Regions from separate parts of the Mus musculus genome. Here region 2 is linked to region 1. A link is a contact called in public HiChIP or PLAC-seq data. All regions are on one chromosome and are shown on one strand. The core of a region is the stretch at or near the end of the contact, and the rest is flanking DNA. Distances in the headings are between cores, read along the strand shown. Region 1 overlaps Lrguk (leucine-rich repeats and guanylate kinase domain containing). Region 2 has its middle 13 kb from the start of Akr1b8.

Region 1 (6,490 bases), core at 2,919-5,418:
GATTAAGAGCACTGGCTGCTCCTCCAGGAAACTAGGACTCTGTTCCCAGCACCCACATGACAGTCCCAGGAGACCTGGGACTCTTCTGGTCTCAGTGACACTGCCTGCATATAGTGCACATCCATTCATGTTTATCCACATGCTAAACAAAGGAGTAAATACAAAAAAGAGGAGAGTGAGATATGAAAGTCTCCTACTCTTAAAATTGTTTTGCTCAAAAAAGAAACAGTAGAGAAAAAATAAAAAAGAAGTAAAGGCCAAAGTGACGCAGAGGAAAACGGTTTAGATAAGCACGTGTCAGATCCAGAACGGAAAAAGATTTCACAAGAAGATAAAAATAATAAAGAAGTCTATTACAGAAAGTGTCGACTTATTCTACACATCATTTTAAATGTGTAGCTGAAATACCTTACATTCAATAAGAAGCAAATTACAACTGTCATAAAGAAAATGATGGCTAAGAGAATGGACTGATTTTTTTTTTTTTTTTTTTTTTTGGTTTTTCAAAACAGGGTTTCTCTGTGTAGCCCTGGCTGTCCTGGAACTTACTCTGTAGACCAGGCTGGCCTCGAACTCAGAAATCCGCCTGCCTCTGACTCCCAAGTGCTGAGATTAAAGGTGTGCACCACCACGCCTGGCTGATAATTTTTAAAAAGAAATAAAATTTTAAAAAATGTTTAACCTCATTGATAATCAAAGAAATATATATAAAACAGTATACAAGGCACCAGGTTTCACCACCAGACAGACAATTTTTAAATGATCCTGTTGACAAACGAACAGCCAGACATGCCTACAGTAAGTTATCCTAACTTCATAACTGCAGTGGGAAGAGAAAGCATGAATGTTCAAAACAGAAATCAACAAGTTTTATGACAGCCATTCCCAGAAATGGCATTTCCAGAAATCCATCATAAGGAAATAATAAAAAATGCATGTAACGATGGATTTATGTGTGAGCATATATACTTCAACATTATTTTAACAGCAAGTTGTAAACACAACAAATTTCAATAAGTAAATAATTCAATAAATCCTGACAGATCCATTAATAGATTATCTTATGCTATTAAATCAGCTTTTTGAAATGTTGGGACAATTTGTTTTCTATATGGGAATTCAATGTCTGTTGCACACTGCACGCACACACACACACACACACACACACACCCTACTTACAAACTACATAGTGAAAAAGAAAAATTCCAAAACTTGAAATTACAAAAAAAAAAAACGTAAGAATATTTTAAAAATCAAAATAAGGAAGATTTATTAAAACACAAAATTCAGAAATGATAAGAGATCACAGTTAAATATAACTCCCAAACTCCCCTCCATTCCCCAGACATAGCGCCACACATACACGAGCCTTGGAGGGTCCATAACAACCCCAAAACTTATAGGCCAAGCTAACAGGAACCAATTCTTCTGGCTCTGAAGATGAGCCTACAATCCAGGGCTGGCTGGAGAGCCTGAGGTTCCTTCGAGGGCTCTAGAGGAGAACTCTTCCTTGTCTTTCCCAGCTTCTGGTAAAGATAGAGAGCACTGACTTAGAGCAACATAAAGCCAGTGCCTGTGTCTGCTTTCTCCCTTCTGTCTCTTGTAAGAACACCCAGGCCTGAGAGATGGGTCATCAGTTAGGAGGAACTAAGTTCCATTCCCAGCTACATGGAGACTTGAAACCATCACAACTCATACATGTACACAGACATACATGTACCCACAGACATAAAATAAACTGATAACTGAAAAACAAACAAACAAAAAAACCACTGTCTTTTAGGCCTCCCTAACTCTTGATTCCGGGGTGACAATCTCATCTTGGAATCACTAACCTCATCTGTAGAAATCCCTTTTCTAACCCAGGTTACGTTCAGCAGGCCAAGGGGCTTGGGCACATCCTTGGTGGGGGATGTCACAGTTGAACCCAATCTACCTTGAAGCATTACCTTCCAGGGGAAGTTGCTCCACAACCACATTTACCTGAGAGAGAGGGCGTCGTGCAGCTCCCTACACAGCAGCTACCCTGGAGTGGATCCTGCTGCTAAAACATTTAGGGACATCCTGCCCCACCACCATGCTGGTTAGCACCACTATTGAAGTCACCTGACATAGTCTTCAATCATTCGCAACATCTTCTCCTCATCCACTACCTCTATTCTGCCTCACTATTTCCTTCTCAGATGGCTCTCTGGGATCTTCCTCCTTCTTCACCGCCTCTGCCGTACGGAAGACCCTCACAGTCTCCATTAAAACAGGTATACTGATCTTCATGCTCTTTCTTCGCCCAGTAGGGAAACTTCTGAGCCTCCTTCTTATACATGGTCTTCCTAGAATTTTACCGCACCTTAAACATCACCCACACCCTTCAGAGGAGAGGGGCTGAGGGCTCCTGAGAGTCATATTTTCATCCAACAACCTTCTTAAGTACCAACTACAAACCAGATATTGTAAAATTTGAACAAAATAAACTCCCCAAGGTCAACTATCACGCTAGCACAGTGGTTCTCGTGCTCCTGAACACTGCTACCCTTTACTGCAGTTCCTCATGTTGGGTGGACCCCAAACATAACATTACTTTCGTTGCTACTCTAGAATGGTAACTTTGCTACTGTCATGAATAATAATGTAAATATATATGCTTTCTGATGGCCCGAGGCCACCCCTGTGAAAGGGTCATTTGACCCCCAAAGAGGTTGCGATCCACAAGTTGAAAAACACTATTCTAGAGGGAAGGAAAATAACTCATCACGATATAAAGTATAAAACGTGATATGATGTAATCTTCAGCAATAATAACAATGAAAAGCCCTGCGGAGGACCGGGAACACAGGAGGAGGTGCTGGAGAGGCTAGACATGGAGTCTGTGAGGCAGACAGGAGGAAAATGATGGCACTTCTGCCCTCTAATCCCTAACCAAAGAGCATGTGGCCCATGCTTAGCCCGAAGTGAACTGGTCCCCCTCCCTAAGTAGTGTAGACCTGACCCTAACACATCTTCTGTCCTACTCCGATGGACTAATGATCTTAGTCAAGTCCTTGACTTCTTTAGCAGGCTCACTCCAAACCTATGAACTGGTTTAAGTGCAGGCAGGCCAAGCTTGCTGCTATGGAGTCCACATTAAGTAAGAGTCATGACTAAAGGGAAAGTCACATTGGTCTTGACCTGAAATCTCAAAAAGTACTGATGAGCCAACGAAGCAGCTTAGGAACAGGGCTGCAAGGGAACACCTATCGGCACTCAGCAGAGAACCCGGGATACTGCCACTATTTCTAGGACTGGATAGCAGCTCAGGCTACCTAGCCTGGGCTGGCCTCCCCCTTGCTCATCCCCAATGGCAGGAGTAGAAGAGAGACTGACTGTAACAGTGATGTGACCATGACAGCATCTCTAATAGCCCAACCTTGGGCTGCCTCTGCTTCAGGGTTAGCCTCTGCAATAACCCAGGACCCCCCCCCCGCCCCCCAGATCATGTACCCAGCCATTCCTCAAGCCTAATAAATGTAAACTCAGAGAGAGAGAGAGAGAGAGAGAGAGAGAGAGAGAGAGAGAGAGAGAGAGAGAGAGAGAGAGGTCAAGTGCACTCAGCAGTCAGTCAGCTCCCCACGAATTCTTTTTGCTCATACACATGAACAAAAGTATGAAGCCAGGCTCCAGGGGAAGATCCTTTCACTGCTTGCCTGAGCCATTGAAAAGAGCATATTGCTCAACAGTGGCAAGCATGAAATCCTTCGCATCTGACCATGCCCCATCTAAAGCGTTACAGAAGCAATGCTTAGCTGTTGCCACCTCCGTCCATATCACAGGAGAGTGTCCAGGGCTTACTTAGGACTGAAATTCTTTCTTTGCACCTGTCATTTTACAAGCATTATATTGCTACTCCTTACAATCACTGGCAAGAAGTACTGATAATACATTCTGAGGTATGAGCCAGACAGAGTGGTGCACGCCTTTAATCCCAGAGGCAGGGATCTATGAGTCTGAGGCCAGCTTGGTCTACAAAGTAAATTCCAGAATAGTCAGGGCTACATAGACAAACCCTGTCTCGAAAAACAACAGCACCTACCCCTAGCCCCACCACCAAGCACCAAGATTCAGAGTAACCCCTGACAAGAATAGTGCTTCTGGGAGGAAGTAGGGAGGTTGGAGAACTGAGAGTCTGGGTCAGTTTTTAAGTGCTAGCCACGGTCTGGGATGTCACAGGGACCTCAGAGAGGAAGCTGGCAGAGGCCTCCCTAATCAGCAGACAGGAGACGCTGGTAAGGGCAGTCAGGCACATGCATATGCACAGGTGTACCACGGATGAAACTGCTACCAAGAACACAGTATTTCTAACATCAAATTTAATCATGGAGGAAGCAGCATACCTATGTTGTGTTCCCTGTACAAATACATTTTCCATCCCTGAATCAAAGAATTATCAGCTATCCCGGAGAAACCCCTTAGGGCTCTTCAGATGGTCCAAATGACATTTCAAAGGACTGTTGCACTCCCTAGCATGCCGGTGGGGGACCGTTACCATCAATGACTGATTTGCCAGAGGAGTCCTCTGAAAGGCATGTGGCCACTTTTTACAAAATAGAGTCACTAACATTTGTGAACTCCTTCATTTGAACATATCTTCCCCCCTCCCCCCAACTTTTCCAATGTAGTTTAGAAGGTGACTTAAAAGCAAGAAAGTGGTAAACCCTGTGTTCTGGCTAAATGAAGGGAGATGCACTCCAAACTATAACATGTTTGACTCATGTCAAAAGGCCAGTACAAAACAATGGGAGACAAGATAACTCTAATATAATTTCGTTTATAGCTTATGTGCTAAAGTTAAATTTCAGATATTGTGATGGTTTGTATATGCTTGGCCCAGGGAGTGGCACTGTTTGGAGGTGTGACCTTGTTGTGAGTAGGTGTGCCACAGTGGGTGTGGGCTTTAATACCCTTATTTTAGCTGCCTGGAAGTGAGTATTCCGATAGCAGCCTTCAGATGAAGATGTAGAACTTGCAGCTCCTCCTGCACCATGACTGCCTGGATGCTGTCATGCTCCTACCTTGATGATAATGGGCTGAACCTCTGAACCTGCAATCCAGCCCCAGTTAAATATTGTCCTTATAAGACTTGCCTTGGTCATGGTGTCTGCTCACAGCAGTAAAACCTTAAGATAGTTATACCAAGTTTAATAATGTGTACTACTAAAGTTAGCATTTCCTGTTTCTTTTTTCTATTATCAATTCGAGGCACTTTACTTTACACCTATGGCTCACATTCAGGCCTCATGTTCTCAAGTATTACCCCACACCCATTTTGGAGGGAAGGGCCCTTGATTCTCATCTACTGTAACTGTTTTATACGCCTTGCTGTTTCTTCTCTTGAAATCTGAGATGTACTGAGTTAGTATTTAATGAGCATATTCTACCTTCTCAGCATCCCCCATATAAATATGAAAACCATTTTAAGCACAAAATGTTTCCCCAGTCAATCTTCAAAGGCAACTTCAGAAAAAGAACAATGAAGGCCATTTGGAACAGGAATTGTACTGACTTCCTACCACACAGATGCAAGGGCCAAGGTCATTAATAGAATTAATTACCTTGTAAGAAGTCACTAGATCTACTCAGTAAACAGAGCAAGTGAGATGAAGATCAATATGAAAACTGTTTATTCTCAGACCTTAATAACTGACTTGTGTTGGGTTGTTTACAGCCTAAGGAATGATATGAGCTTGCTAGGGGAAAGGTTAAGTTGCTGGGAACACAACTCAATCATGGGCTCGTGGGCACCTGTGCAAGGCCCAGCACTGTGCAAGGAAAGAAGAATGGAAAGAAAGAAGGAAGAAGGAAGAAAAGGAGGGAGGGAGGAAGGGAAGGAGGGAGGGAGGGAGGGAGGGAGGGAGGAAGAACTAGGTAAATTAATCTGAGATACAGCTCAGTGGTAGAGAAATCAAAGAGTTCTGGGGTCAGTCCCCAATACCACCAAAACAGAAAGAGAGGGTGAAGAAGGGTGGGAGGGAAGGGAGGGGGAGGGGAAGAATATGAATATATTTTGAATAGTAAAGGGTACATTAAGCCAGATATGCAAACAAGTTCATTCCCCAACCCATCAAAGAGACACTATTGCTACCAGCAGTATATAAGGAATCACTTCTATGTCTCTTCTTTTTCTGGTTTAATTTTTATGGTTAAGCCTTTCCTGTGGTGTTTACACTTATTAAATTACAGATACAACTGTATATATTTAACAGATACAGCATGATACTTTCAAATATATGCACATTTTGTAAGGGCTAAACATAGCTAATTTTCTAAAGTGTATCATCTTTGTGGTAAGAACATTAAAAACCCATTCCCAGCACTTCTCAAGACCACTACTGCTAACTAGTGCTGGTGGCTCTTGTCTATAAATTCTAGCACCTTGGAGGTGGAAGCAGAAGGATCAATGGTTCAAAGCTGACTTTGGCTATATAGCAAGTTTAAGGCTGGCTTAAACTACCTGAGA
Region 2 (6,326 bases), core at 2,359-4,858, 280 kb before region 1:
ACGGTCTATTCCGCTCTCTTACTCCCTCTCTGGAGGAGGCCAACATTAAGGAGCCTGTGATGGGAAGAGTATACTGAGCATGTCGCACAAAACCAGGGTACTGAACTCAACATACATTGCCTTCTGAATCTTCCCACCTGGAAAGGTGCTGGGCCTAGAGAGGTGATTGCCCAAAATTTCAAATGAAATACATAAACTTGATGCCACTGATACTATTAGCATAGGGGTCTCGGGAGTATAAAGACACAGGTATGGTTTCCGTACCATAAACACATAAACCATAAATACCATAACCAAAAAAATATCATAAACCAAAACCAAACAAACAAAAATACCATAAACTCAAAATTATCGATAGGACATCAAGGATGGTTGGCAAGTTCACAAGGCTGTTGTTCATTATGCCTGGCCTTGGCTTTGCAGAATCTAACAAGCCATTGTCATCAGGAGCTCATGTCTTTTAATCAGGTTGGATCTGCCTTCCCGGTGGACGTAAGGAAAGTTCAGAGAACTGTTCTCAGCATTTTCGACCTCCGATGGCACTGGATGTTGAGAAGTTAGGAAAGCACAGGGGATCTGAGCTGTGGCCTTTGTTCTGATTACTCATATTTCCAACTTTTGGTTTGCATTGAGCAATTCCCAGTAACAGATGGGATCTTTTGGCACAGGAACAGGGCGTTATGTTTCCAGATTCCTCCAGAGGACCTGACCGATGTAATGCCTAGGGGAGGTGTGGATCCCTGGGGAATGCATGAACCCAGGGTCCCATGTGTCCTGTGTTGTGTGGGAAGCATCACCATTCTGACATGCTGAGGATAAAAAAATGCCTGCACTAGTGGGTGGGGAGTGTCAGCCACTGACACTAGGCACCACACTGTGTCCATATCATAGCTGTTACTGTGGTGGTCAGTGAACACTGTGCATAGAGGCTGTCCTAATGGGTTGATGTCTCTAGTAACCACTGTTGCCTTCCTTGCCTGGCAAGATCTGCCCACCCATTTGACTCTGTCTTCTGTCTTTCCCCTTCTGACGTTCTCTGGGTGAAATCTAGGCAGTAAGCACCATTACCTATGTGATTTCTCAGCATTTAACTCAAACTATCTGTACTATACACTTTCTCTAGGAGTCTGACTGGGATCTTCTGAGAGCAAGACCCAAGCCCAGTTAACTTCGTTCAGTTTCCAGGGCAATCCATAGTCAATAATATTCATTTGTGAGTGAATAGAATAGATGGATGATACATGAACAGATATGGTTCATAGGGCAGGGGCAGTTGGAAATGAGTCCACAGGTAGATAGATACATAGGTGAGGGCAGCCAGATTGTGACTTGGAGTGGAAAGCAAGAATTGTATGAGTACAACCAAACTAAGAATCTCAGGAATTATTAATAGATGTTATTTTTATAGGCAGTTACTTTTAATGAGGATCCCAAGAAGGTGTTATGTGCATATGTGGGGACCTGGTAAACACCCATAAACCAAGACCAGACCAGGGACCTCTTCATAGAGTTCCCTGCCATCTCCTGAACAAAGCTGTGGTGGGGTATGTGAGGAGCAGCAGCCAACTGCTTTACCAGAACTTCTTCTGCAGGGTGATGCAGAAGGGGAAACTGTCTCCCCTAGGGTCCATGCACAGTGGGGTGAGCAGGGAGTTTCTTGAGATGCTATCCAGGAGCCCTGCTTGGAAGGGGTGTTTTCGTGGCTGGGACCTCTCAGGTTGTCCTTCGTTATTGACCAATAAAACTAAGTGCAAGTTTTAGAAGTACTGTGTGACACTTAAGTAGCTTAAAAGGGTTTAAATTACTAATACAAAGTAGTATTGAAAAACTAGGAGTATAAGTTCTTATCATTTATGTTGCAATAAAAAGAATTCTGAGTAGGGGGACTCTGAGTACAGCTTTCCAGCGACCTGGACAAACTTAGTGATGACTTTGCAAGGAGTGATGTTGGCTGGCAACTCAGACCCACAGCTGATCAAATTCCACTCTAGGATCCAGACTATCCTTGAACATGTGGCAGTCCCCCTGCCTCAGCCTTTCAAGTGCTAGGATTATATGTCAATGCCTGGAACAGTGCCTGGCTCGGTATACGGTTATTGCAAGGTCTACCCAGTTCTGGTTTTTAAGCCTGGCATTATGATGTGTGCCTATAATTCTACCACCCGGGGAACTAAAGCAGGAGAGTCCCCTAAGAGTTTGAGGCCAGGCTGAGCTAAAAATAAACTGTAGAGCAAGACTGTCTCAAAAAAGTCACAACCAACCAAACAAAAACTAGGTTTAGCTGGCTTCTTGACTTGGCTTGATCATCTATAAATAAATGAGATTAACCAGGTGTCATCTACATTTACTAATCAGATTACACCCCTTCGACTGTTTACAAAGCCACTGAGAGGGCTCAGCAGAGTCTTAGTTTGGGTTTCATTGCTATGAAAGGATTCTGTGGCCAAGACAACTTTTTTTTTTTTTAAGATTTATTTATTTTATGTATGTGAGTACACTGTCACTGTCTTCAGACACACCAGAAGAGGGCATCAGATCCCATTACAGATGGTTGTGAGCCACCATGTGGTTGCTGGGAATTGAACTCAGGACCTCTGGAAGAGCAGTCAGTGCTCTTAACGGCTGAGCCATCTCTCCAGCTCCTAAGACAACTCTTATAAAGGAAAACATTTAATCAGGGCTGGCTTACAGTTTCAGAGGTTCAGTCCATTATCATCATGGCAGGAAGCATGGCAGCGTGCAGGCAAACACGGTGCTGGAGAAGCCTAGAGTTCTATATCTTGAAGGAGACTGTGTCTCACAATGGGTATGGCTTGATCATATATGAACTCACAGCCTACCTCTACAGTGACAGACTTCCTCCAACAAGGCCACACCCACTCCAACAAGGCCACGCCTCCTAGTCGTGCCACCCTTCCTTCTGGATGATGGGTTGCCAGCAAGCTTTTGGGGACAGGTAATATTGGGGACCCCCCCTTACCTCACTGCTTTCTCAACTGACTGTGATGTCAGAGCATCTGACGTCCTGGTGGAGGCTACATCAGAATAAGCATCTTTCCTGAAAACTTTATATACTTTTCCCAAACTGTATTTTATTTTATTTTATTCTTGTAAGGTGATGGATGGCTCTACCAGCAGCAAGCATGAGTGGTAGAAATGGCACTGGCTGTCACAGGATGACGGTTTTGTGATACCAGGTCTCCCAACAGGTAGTCTAGAAGGATGGGATAAGGGAGGTGTGCATCTTCAGGTCCTGGGGTGGGTGGGGGTGGGAGTAGCAGCAGTTTGGTGGCAGAAACCACCCCCACCTAGTTCATTTTTAAGTCCCAACACTGAAGGAAGTCTCTGGTGGAATGCCAGGACTCTGCTTGTAGCCAATCCTCTTTCAGGAACTTTTAAAAAATAAGATAAAAGACTTGAAGGCAACTCCTGTGCCCTTTCTGATTGTATAGAACTAGAAGAGTCATAGGTCACGGGAGTAGGAATTAAAATGTCTCCTTTGAAATATTATATTAGCAATCTTAATTGGTACCAGAACCATGAACTTAGACCCAGTTAAACGCAATGCTTCTGCTTAAGAGAAAGGGGAAGCTGTCTGATTGCAAGGACTGCATGATAAAAATAATCTCTGAGGCCGGGCGGTGGTGGCGCACGCCTTTAATCCCAGCACTTGGGAGGCAGAGGCAAGCAGATTTCTGAGTTTGAGGCCAGCCTGGTCTACAAAGTGAGTTCCAGGACAGCCAGGGCTACACAGAGAAACCCTGTCTCACCCCCCCCCCCAAAAAAACCCCACAAAAAACAAAAATCAAAAATAATCTCCGAATGTTAGGCAATTAACATCACAGTTACACCTACTCATTGTTGTTTAGGAGCCTGTATAGCCCAGGTTAGCCTCAAACTCACAGCAGTCCTCCAGTGTCAGCACCCTGAGTTCTGGGACTACAAGTGTCACCATATTCAGCCACAGCCTCATTAATAGAGACAGAGATTGCAGGTAATGCAAGCATAATTGAATTGATGCAGCTTCATCCTGACTATAATTTTCAGTTTTGGGGGCCACATTTGAAAAGAGATTTGAGCTAATTTAAGTACAACCAAATACGAAACAACCATTAATGGATCAATTAGGCCACCATGTTACAATTTTCAATGTATATTTTTTCGAAACATGTATATATAATTTAACCTGAAGAAGACTTTAAATGAATATCTGAGCTGCTATGTTACAGAGCAAAGAATGCTGCAGTGAGATTTATTCTAGCAGGAAGAAGTGAGGCAGTAAGGAAAAGTTAAGAGAGTAAGCAGAAATTCCACCTGTTTCCAGGAGACCACCGGGCACCAGGTACCCCAGGTAAGACCCTGCCCTATGACCTCCATCCCCCCTTAGAGTACACTATAAACTGTACCCCCATCCCCTGGGCTTCATATTCCAAACCACAACTCTACCTGCTTTCTCAGAGGCTACGCCAGCACCAGGAAGATCTCTGCTTTCCTAGAGATCATGCCGGTTCTATAGACCCCAGAGGCTACATCAGCATCCAAAATCCCAGAATTCTTGTAGGTTCCCAAAGCCCCAGCAAAGACCAGAGAGGAAACAGAAACCAAGAGGGAAAAAACACCAATCACCTGCTCCCTCCTGCCATCTAACAAAGATAAACTCAGAAGTCAACATCTAAACCTATAATAACCCCATAACAGATGAGTAGTGGCCAGCTAGCATGATCAACAACAGAGAGGACAGTAAAGCACAACCAGAGCCCAGCTATCCTACTACAGCAAGCCCTGGGTATTCCAACACAGCTAAAGCACAAGAAAACGGCCTCAGTCCAATCTCACAAAGATGATAGAGGCCTTTAAAAAGAGAATGAAAACATTCCTTAAAGAAATACAGGGAAAAAAAACAATCAAACATGTGAAGGAAATAAGTGAAACTAAAAATGGAAGTAGAAGCAATAAAGAAAACAGAAACTGAGAAAATCCTGGAGGTAGACAATCTAAGTAAGCTAACAGGAACTTCAGACACAAGCATCACCAACAGAATCCAAGAGATGAAAGAGACAAGCTCAGGTGTAAACGATACGATAGAAGAAATTTTTACATTGGTCAAGGAAAATATTAAATCTAAAAAGTTCCTGAAACAAACAAACAAAAAAATCCAGGAAATCTGGGACATTGTGAATAAACCAAACCTAAGAATAATAGGAATAGAAAAAGGAGATTTCCAACTCCAGGGCCCAGAAAACATCTTCAACAAAATCGTAGAAGAAAACTTCCTTAACCTAAAGAAAGAGATGCTTATAAATGTACAAGATGCCTAAAGAACACCAGATAGATTGAACCAGAAAAGAAAATCCTCATCACATAATAATCAAAACACTAAATACACAGAGCAACAACAAAAGGAGATCAAGGGGATACAAACTGGAAAGGAAGAAGTCAGTGTCTGCATTGGCAGATGATATGATAGTATACATAAGTTGTAGTCTTCCCTTCTCCCCAGGGGCTATTGGCCCCCAGCCCACAAGGACAAAGGGAGCAAGGATTCCAATGGCCTGTGAGAACAATGAAAATGACTACCAGGATCAGCTTCAGAGAGATAGCTCAACTTTAATCATGGTAAATCAAGGGTTGTATAGTTTTGGGGGAGGGAGTAAGGATATCTACAGTGGGTACATAGCATTGGCTACAGTTTAGGGTACCTCATTTGCATAGAGAGGCATTCCAGGAATTCTGGGTGCTGATACCAGGTTCTTACCAGGAGAAAGGAAGCTGAACCTATAACCTCATCCATGCTATGTGACATTCTGCAGGAAAAGAGGGCAGGGGACAAGGTCAGAGAAGGAGACATCCTGCAGGTAAAGGGAGTCCTCCATTTTGGGGCTGAAGAGAACAATGAATCAGGCACTAAGATCAACAATGAATAAATGGGACCTCCTGAAACTGAAAAGCTTCTGTAAGGCAAAGGACATCATGTGAAGGGCAAAACAACATCTTAGAGAATATGAAAAAGATCAAAATTTCATCAAAAGCATTCTGCCAAAGATGTGGAGCAAGAGGAACACTCCTTTATTGTTAGTGGGAATGAAAACTCGGACAGACATTTTGTAAACCAACTTGGCAGTTTCTCATAAAATTGTGAATAGTTCTACCCCAAGACCCAATTATAGCACTCCTGGGCTTAGACCCAAAGTACGTGCCAATAAAAGTTTAGACACCTGCTAAACTATATTCATAGGGGCTTTATTCATAGCAGCCAGAAACTGGCAACAACCTACATGCCTCTCAACTGAAGAATGGATAAAGAAAATGTGGTACATTACTCATCT

The links. HiChIP or PLAC-seq counts read pairs in DNA pulled down with a chosen protein or histone mark.
Region 2: an H3K27ac HiChIP or PLAC-seq map of microglia shows a contact between it and region 1, with 5 times the contacts expected there. The contact joins two enhancer-like sites. A contact is called at or near these places in 1 of 39 promoter capture datasets (embryonic stem cells), 1 of 484 Hi-C or Micro-C datasets (embryonic stem cells), 1 of 115 datasets of contacts at active chromatin or transcription factors (microglia) and 1 of 9 other capture datasets (embryonic stem cells).

Annotation. Positions count from the first base shown.
Region 1 is chr6:34,063,294-34,069,783 of GRCm38.p6, reverse strand. The region is part of intron 7 of Lrguk (leucine-rich repeats and guanylate kinase domain containing); the gene reads right to left. Among named protein-coding and RNA genes, the nearest start is that of Gm38786, 37 kb to the right of the region's middle. Within about 2 kb of position 4,168, at least 2 of the 459 cell types and tissues checked have an H3K27ac peak or open chromatin away from gene starts, as enhancers often do. A contact at or near this core is called in microglia, where this site is marked.
Region 2 is chr6:34,337,908-34,344,233 of GRCm38.p6, reverse strand. No RefSeq gene overlaps it. Among named protein-coding and RNA genes, the nearest start is that of Akr1b8, 13 kb to the left of the region's middle. Within about 2 kb of position 3,608, at least 3 of the 459 cell types and tissues checked have an H3K27ac peak or open chromatin away from gene starts, as enhancers often do. A contact at or near this core is called in microglia, where this site is marked.